Linked DNA regions of Zea mays: region 1 is linked to region 2. Evidence: chromatin contacts called from public Hi-C data. All regions are on one chromosome and are shown on one strand. Each heading gives the region's core, a stretch centred on a gene start, on an enhancer-like site or on the middle of the called end of the contact. The rest is flanking DNA. Distances are from core to core; before and after follow the strand shown.

Evidence for each region. A called contact is a pair of places that touch in the nucleus more often than the background predicts.
Region 1: a Hi-C map of tassel shows a contact between it and region 2, with 2.4 times the contacts expected there. The contact joins the promoter of LOC100274147 here to the promoter of LOC100283010 in region 2. A contact is called at or near these places in 2 of 25 Hi-C or Micro-C datasets (ear and tassel).

The regions. Positions count from the first base shown.
Region 1 is chr10:30,569,642-30,573,860 of Zm-B73-REFERENCE-NAM-5.0, reverse strand. It overlaps LOC100274147 (Pentatricopeptide repeat-containing protein chloroplastic), which reads right to left and starts at 1,897. Exons shown (of 1, transcript NM_001148525.1): 1 at 1-1,897. The coding sequence starts at 1,880.
Region 2 is chr10:30,367,442-30,371,780 of Zm-B73-REFERENCE-NAM-5.0, reverse strand. It overlaps LOC100283010 (coatomer subunit delta), which reads left to right and starts at 2,292. Exons shown (of 12, transcript NM_001371890.1): 1 at 2,292-2,411; 2 at 3,033-3,091; 3 at 3,269-3,308; 4 at 3,623-3,846; 5 at 4,214-4,339. The coding sequence starts at 3,089.

The DNA of each region.
Region 1 (4,219 bases), core at 648-3,147, 200 kb before region 2:
TCATGCAACCCTGCAGCTTCGCAGATTTTCAGAACCACATCGAATGTGGCCTTGGTAGGAACAAATTTATTTGACAGCATCCAAGTAAAGAGATGCAGCGCATCCTTATGGCGTTGGTTGACCGCATAAGCTTCTATTATCGCAGTGCAGGTCATGGATCCCTTGGACTCTGTTCGATTAAAAACCCTCTGTGCTGCTTTGAGGTCTCCACACCTACCATACATGTTTACAACTTCTGCTGCAACCAAAGGGAGTTGTTCCATCCGCAACTGTAGCACTTGACGGTGCACTTCCTTGCCGACTCGTAATGCTCCAATATCAGTGCAGGCACTCAACATCCTGGTGATGGCAACAGCATCAGGCCTGCGGTTTGTCAGCAGCATAGATCTGAACAAATCCATAGCAGTAAATGGGTCTCCATTCTTGAGGTTGGCATCAACCAATGCAGTCCAAGCTTGTACAGTCTTCTTGTCCATATCATGGAATACTCGGTGAGAGTATTCCAAGTGGTCACATGTACCGTACATGGTGATCAGTGACGTGCATAAGGAAACGTTGGGCAAGAACCACCTCCTTAAAGCATATGCATGGAGCTGCTTTCCCTCCCTTAGCGCTTTCAACTTTGTGCAGACTGGGAGAACTGTTCCCACAGCAATGAGGTCTGGCCTGATTCCTTCTTGCTGCATCCAAGCTATGCACCTCAGCGCCTGGTCTGGTCTACTATTGGATGCATACCCAGACATCAAAGCTGTCCACGACACAGCATTCCTCTTCTTGCTGTTATAGAACACTCGCCTACCTGAGATCATATCACCGCATTTGCAGTACATGTCAACCAACCCCGCCTGGACCTTTGCAACATCTTTACGATTTCCGAATTTCTTCAAGACAAATCCATGAACCTCTCTACCCAAGTTGCGCGCCCGCAGCTCTCCAATGACTGGCACAATTGACGAGAGCACCACACAATTCACCTTGACCCCATCCTCCACCATCCACCGAAAATGTTCCAGGGCCTCGCGCTTCATCCCCTTGTGTGCGAACCCAGCAATGGCTGCCCCCCACGCGACCACGTCCCTCTCAGGCATTTCCTCAAACACTCGCACAGCGAGCTTCACCTTCCCGCACTTGAAGTAGACGTCCATGAGCCCAGTCATCAGCATCCCGGGCGCGCCTGCGAAAGCGTTCTTGACGAGCGTCGCGTGCGTGGCGGTGGCCATGGTCATCGACGGCCTGACGCTCCCGGAGATGGACTTGAGCACGCAGCCATACGTGTACTCGTTGGCGTTGGCCCCCGCGGCGCGCATCTCGGCAAACGCGTCGGCGACGGGGCCCGCTGCCTCCCCGCGTCCCCAGCGGACGTGCCCGTGCAGCAGCGCGTTCCACGAGTAGGCGGTCGCCCCGTGCTGCTGCATCCCGTCGAGCACCCCGCGCGCGTCGTCAGTGGCGCCGAGCGTGATGTACAGCTCGACAAGCCTGGCGAGGAGGAACTCATTGGTGTCCAGCCCATGGATGCGGAGATGCGCGTGGATCTGGCGCGCGTGGAGGAGGGAGCGACAGGCCGAGAGGAGCGTGGCGAATGCAGAGGCGGTAGCCGGGACGCCACGGTGGGAGAGGTGGTCGAGGAGGGAGAGCGCGGACGGGAGCCGCCCCGCGCGCGCGAGGCGGCGGAGTTCAGCGGACAGCGCGGAGGCGTTCTTGGAGTCCGGACGGAGCTCAGCCTGGGACGTGCGGGGGGTGGAGGCGGCGCTGATGAGCTCCGGGCGGGATGGACGCTGCGCGGGGACTGGTTTGGGAGGACATGCAGGCTTGGCATGGAGAAAACGAGGGTGACTAATTCCTGCGTGTGAGAAGGCTGCGGAAGACGCCATGGATGGCATCGCCTGAGCGGGGAGGTTTGGGCGTCGTGGTTTATGGAAGGAAGGAGGTTGGTTTAGATAGCCAAGCGGATCAGATCGGAATGCCTGTCGCCTGAAAACGGTTGGAAACGACAGCACCAAACTATTTTCGTTTTTAGTTTTTCCAGAAACAAAATAAAAATAATAGGATATTAATAATTCAACCAGGTCTGTGGGCATGCATCGCCACGGAAGAAAAAAATTTGTATAAAACATATATATGGAACCACAAACATATCACTATGGTATGTAAAATTCGTGTAACAAACATTATCATATCGCAAAAATTATTTCTAAAGAGTCTGTTGGGACCATGCTTCGTCGTCGAAAGTCCTGCAGGAAGAAACAGCTTCGGCTAAAGCTGCTTATACATGATGACCGAAGCTACCACTTATGAAGCTTCGGTGTCATAGCGTATCCGAAGATGAAGGGTCGAACCGACTTAAAGATAGAATGACAGTTTAGTCTATAAGGGTCTGAGTCATTGTTGTAAACTTTTATAAGGGGCATAATTGTAATTCCTTACAGGCTGTGTCCTGTGGCTATAAATAGTGAACAATATTCCTTTACTGTTCACCCATTCCTGTAATTTCAAACGCATCACTCGGGAATTATTATTTGTCAAGGCAAAGGTACAAATGTACATAAACATTATGTTCTAACATTTTAGATTCATATAATAAGATATGTTAATGATGTTATCTATTTCTGATATATTTATCTTTAATGTTTCATATTTTATATTACTTTGTATTGTTTTGTAAATTTAACTACGAAGGTGTAACCTTCGTGATATTCTACTCGTGGTCTTCGTCCGAAGATCATTAAATCCTTGGGGAGATAATGCTTCAGCGGACGAAGTGCATTAATATATAACATTTTATGTTGCCTTGTTCTTAATTCATAGCATTTGAGAACAAGTCCCCAACATTGGCGCCCACCTCCGGTGAACTCACTTCCACTTTCCTGAGACAATGGCTTCGTTCAAAAACCAAGCTGGAACTGCTTCGGCTCCGAAGCTGATTCTCCCGATAACAGGCGGTTCATGCTCAGAGCCGGCTAACAAGAAATAGAAGAAGGAGGCACAGAGAAGAGTACAACATGTAGGGGTACAAGGACCCTTCATCAAGTCAAGATGGTCTCACATTCCAATTACCTTCTCTCAAGAGGATCTTCAGCTCAAGGACCCACACAATGATGCTATGGTTATCTCTTGTGTGATCAAAGGATTTCTGGTCCATAATGTTTTGGTTGATACAGGCAGTGCAGCTGATATCATATTTGCTAAGGCCTTCAGACAGATGCAAGAGCCTGAAGACAAGATCCATGATGCCACACATCCCCTTTGTGGCTTCGGAGGAAGGCAGATTATAGCACTTGGAAAAATCACAATGCCAGTAACCTTCGGATTTATCAACAACACAAGGACTGAACAAGTTGTGTTCGACATTGTTGACATGGAATATCCTTACAATGCAATCATTGGTCGTGGTACTCTCAATGCCTTCGAAGCAATTCTTCATCCAGCATATCTTTGCATGAAGATACCTTCGGACCAAGGACCTATTGCCATTCATGGAAGTCAGGAAGCTGCCAGAAGTGCCGAAGGAAACTGGACAGACTCAAAAGCAATCCATAACATAGATGGAGCTGAAGCTTGTGAGCAGTACAAGTTTAGAAGGGAGAAAGCTGCTTCGGCCGATCAGCCGAAGCCCATGCTTTTATGTGAGGACATAGCAGAGCAGAAGGTGCTATTGGGATCCCAACTGTCTGAAGAACAGGAGAAAACCTTGATAAGGTTTCTGTTCAACAACAAAGATGTTTTTGCATGGTCAGCCAATGATCTTTGTGGAGTCAATAGGGATGTTATTGAACACTCGCTCAACGTTGACCCATCCTTTAGACCCAGAAAGCAGAGGCTTCAGAAGATGTCTGATGACAAGGCCGAAGGTGCTCGGAATGAAGTGAAAAGACTCAGTGCCAGAGTTATCAGAGAGGTGAAATACCCAGAATGGCTGGCTAACACTGTTATGGTAAAAAAGGCCAATGGTAAATGGAGAATGTGTATTGATTTTACTGATCTCAACAAGGCCTGTCCGAAGGACGAGTTTCCATTGCCAAGGATAGATTCTCTAGTCGATGCAACAGCTTCATCAGAGCTTATGAGTCTGCTGGATTGTTATTCAGGCTATCATCAAATTTGGATGAAGAAGGAGGATGAGCCAAAAACCAACTTCATAACCCCTAGTCGAACATATTGTTACCTTCGGATGCCTGAGGGGCTCAAAAATGCTGGAGGAAGCTTCAGCAGAATGACAGCG
Region 2 (4,339 bases), core at 1,043-3,542:
AACCATCCGATTCGGATCTGACTGCTCGGATCCGCCCCCTCACCCGCACCCTACAGTTGGGCCCGACCAGTCAGTCTGCCTCGCACCTGGGTCGCTGACGCCCCCTAGCCTGCCTGTCAGCGCTCGCCGCGCATCCTCGCACGCTCTCGTCCACGGGATCTGATCTCGGTCGTTGATTTACGATCTGACGGCTGAGCAGGCCCGATACCCTTCGTGTGTAATTTTGTTAAAGAGACCCCCGGTTTATCGAGAATCAACCCGCCGTCCTTTAAGTTTTGCGTGCAGGCCCCTGTACTCTTGTAAACAGACCCCTGACCTTTTTATTAATCACAGATTTGGACCTAATTTTGTATTTCAAACTTCAAAACTTGTTTATTTCATATCTTTTTCATATGAACTCCAAATTGAGTGATTCAAATTGCAAAATGTTCATAGGATTTTTCTCTGTCCAAATAAACTATGATCATTCACCGTCTGTACACTTTAATTTTATGCCTAAGCCATAGGTTAGTGTATGTAATAATTTGTTTATGAAATAAGAAAATAAAAAGGAAAACCCTAATGATACTTAGGTGTTTAATTTTGTGAGATTAATAATATGTCATGAATGAATTTATCCTTGGTATAATTTTTTGTGTCTCACTAAAAATTAGTGAAGCTAAATTATGTAATCCATAATAATTAGGGAATCACAAATATCAAAGTGTACTAATCCTCCCTAGCACCTAGGTTTACCTTTTTGTGTTATACTATTCTGTCCAACTTGTGTTCACTTGATTGCATATGTTTGGTGTATTGTTCATTTGTCTTTATCCAAATGTATTGAATGCATGATCGCTTTGCTTAGACAACGAGCAACCTGTGGTTCCTGAGTGTGTTGCCGAAGATCTTCCTGAGCAACAACCTGGTGAAGGCAAGTGTCCTCTGACCTATTATGTTCAACTTACTTTATAACTCACTGACCTGCATTACTTTATTAAAACCTAAGGATTGACTAGTCTATATTTACCTTATCCTTGTTTATCTTTTGGGTTATCATGGTTAGCTTATGCTATTGCTTTAACTTAATCAACGAACATGATATGAATATTTATGATACGATGATGTTATCCCGATGATGATCTTGTGATACTTTAGGGTACTCAAGCTGTTTCCTGAGTACCTCTCTGTAAGGACCTGTTCGTTGAGTGACCACCTGGGATAACAGTGCAACCATGAGGGTGGAATGAGACGCCCTTATCTGATTAATTAGAGGAACCTGAGGTGTAGTTGGCTTCGCCGTAGGGCCATCAATGGGGTCCGAGCACAGTACTTGCTCTGCCGAGGCTGGTTGAAGAGGTTATTTGATTTGGTTTTGTTAGTCACCCTTCCTGCAAGGAGAAGTATTGTGTTTATCAAACTGGAGAAACCTAACGAGCGGCTATGACCTCTGGGGAATCTTTGTAAAGGCTACATAGTGAGACCCTGCTAGGTCACCTTGGTAGTGATCAATGTAGAGTCATGATCTCCGGGCAGAATGAGATTCACGACTTGTGGGTAAAGTGTGCAACCTCTGTAGAGTGTTAGAAATTGGTACATCAGCCGTGCTCATGGTTAAGAGCAGCCTTGGGATCCTCTAGAATAACTTTCATGATGATGTTTAATAATGATGGTTATAATTATGATCTCTGGTATTTCCTCTTGGAGGTAGTACGTTTGGGTAATAACTGGATTTATTACTAAAATTTGGCTTTACTATTAGTAATAAATACTTGACCAACTAAAAGCAATTGCTTAACCTCAACTCAACATACAACTAATCGACTTTAGCCAAACGGGACATTTGCTGAGTACGTTGATATGTACTCACCCTTGCTTTACAAAATCACCCACCCTAGGCTGTTCCCACTGTATTCAGTGCTCAGGAGGAGATGTTGACAACATGAAGGACTTTGAGGAGTTACAGGACTGCGACAAATTTTAGTTATGTTAGTGGCAAACCCACAGTCAGCTGCTTGTGAATACATTATCTGCTACGTTTCGTATTCCATACTTTGATAATGTTAGTGACTATGTTATAGACTCTGTGAATGTCTTGGACATCTTGATGCAATAAAATACTTTTCCGCTATTTAATTTAAGCAATGTATAATGATGTTTAATTATGTAATCAGTGTGTACGTGAGTTTCTGATTCATAATTCACATTCAGTTTTTTCATTTTTAAAACGAGTGTGACATGAATGCTCTAGATTTAGCACACCTAGTACTTGTTTGAGCACGTCGCCTAATAAAATTCCCCATTCCAATACACAGATCTCGCACCCGTAAGTGGCGACGAATCTCGCGGTGCGGAGGCGCGACAGAGGCGGTGTCGACTCCGACGGACTCGCAGCTACCGGTGGAGACGCCCCACCGGCGCACTCCTCCAACGTATGATCTTGCCTGTCTCCCTTTTCTCTTTGCTTAACCATTTTATTGCTCGACTTCGATCACCAACAGTCCAATCCATTAGAGCACTGGTTTACAGTTCCATTTAGCTTATCTGAAAGGATTCGCCGAGTGTCCGTCGGGCCCTTTGCCGGCGACGAGCATAAAACTGGCAAGGCCGCCCCGTATCTCCCTTTAATGCGCAACCGAGCACGCCAATTCTGGCCAGATCCAGGCGTCCTTCCGCCGCTCTGTTATGAATAATCATTTTTTCGACCACCGCACGTCATGGTTAGCTGTGATCCTCTAGATCTGGACCGCCTCTGCCAATTTTCTTGGTGTACTCTCCTAGATCCGGGCTGCTTTTGTCAAATTTCCTGTAGGTTCAGATGCAATGCGTGTTCACACGTTTTTCTGGCCCATTTACAATGTGTTACCCTGAATCTGAATGATGTAAGGGGCAAATAGGTTGCTTGGTTCATGTGTTTTATAGCTACTGTTGATTGCTGAAATCAATTACTTTAAGTGACTACTCCTTTATTTTTCCCAGTTCTTACAATCAGTAGTCATGTGTATTCTTGTTATGATTACTTTGCTGATCGTGTAATTGGTTTGATGTGACAGGTTCATAGTTTAAGGGCTTGATTTGGATAATTAGTCATCAACAGAAGTGATAAAAAATGGTATGGCTAGTTGGTTTCATTGTCCTTTTACTTTGAATCCTCTTGATAGTCGTTAGGTACTGCCAATAAACTGATTTAATCAAGGAATTTCTATACATTTATCCCTTTGCTATCATTGAGTTACAGTATCTTGTTTCTGGTAGGTCTGATTATTTTTTACCATTTGTGTACTCCTAGGTGGTTCTTGCAGCATCAATCGTTTCAAAGTCGGGAAAAGGTGTGGTGCTTCAACCTTAGTCATACCTTTCATTATTGCCGATTTGCAAAGGAATTGATTTTGTAACTTATTTATCTGCTATAGTAACTCTATTCACCATCTATTAAAGCACTCTATAGAAAATTTGGTGCAATAGCTGGTATCATATTGCTAACTACTCGCTTCTTTTCTTATATAAAGTCTTTGCCCTCACATAATATGAAGCTACTATGTCTTTAAATTTATCTAGCTGTCGCCCTAGTTATCCTTTTAAAGAAGTGAAGTAGTGAACAGACTTAGCTGAGGGCTTTTCTTTTTTGTGTTTTCAATTGCAGCACTTGTTTCAAGACAGTTTGTTGACATGTCTCGCATAAGAATTGAAGGATTACTTGCTGCGTTCCCAAAACTGGTTGGAACTGGGAAGCAGCACACTTATGTCGAAACTGAAAATGTGCGATATGTTTATCAACCTATTGAAGGTTTATATCTTCTACTTATCACAAACAAGCAGAGCAATATTCTTGAAGATCTGGACACTTTGAGGCTCCTCTCCAAGCTCGTATCCTACTCTGACATATATTATTTTTCTCATTGGAATTTACCTTGTTTATGTAATCCTATTTAATCTATGAATTAAAAATAGAAACTAGGGATTGGGGGTGGGGAAAAGGTTTATGTCTCGACCTTTTCCATCATAATGGTAAGTACAAGATAACCGTACTGTCTATTTTTGTGGAGAAAATGGAAGTTTTATCTTTACATTACATCCAAGCTAATCTAGGCTTTTACATGTTACTGAGGGGGAAAACATACAAAGTAGCAACCGTTGAACATATGAATCTCATTTTTGAGTGCTGTTTATATATCAACTGTTTTACTATTCCGTGGTGTGTTCTTGCACAAGTGTCCCCTTAACATTTGAAAAGGTGCCTGAATACTCCCCTTCATTGGATGAGGAGGGTATTTGTAAAACAGCATTTGAGATTATATTTGCTTTCGATGAAGCCATATCTCTTGGGAACAAGGAAAATGTAACAGTGCAACAAGTCAAA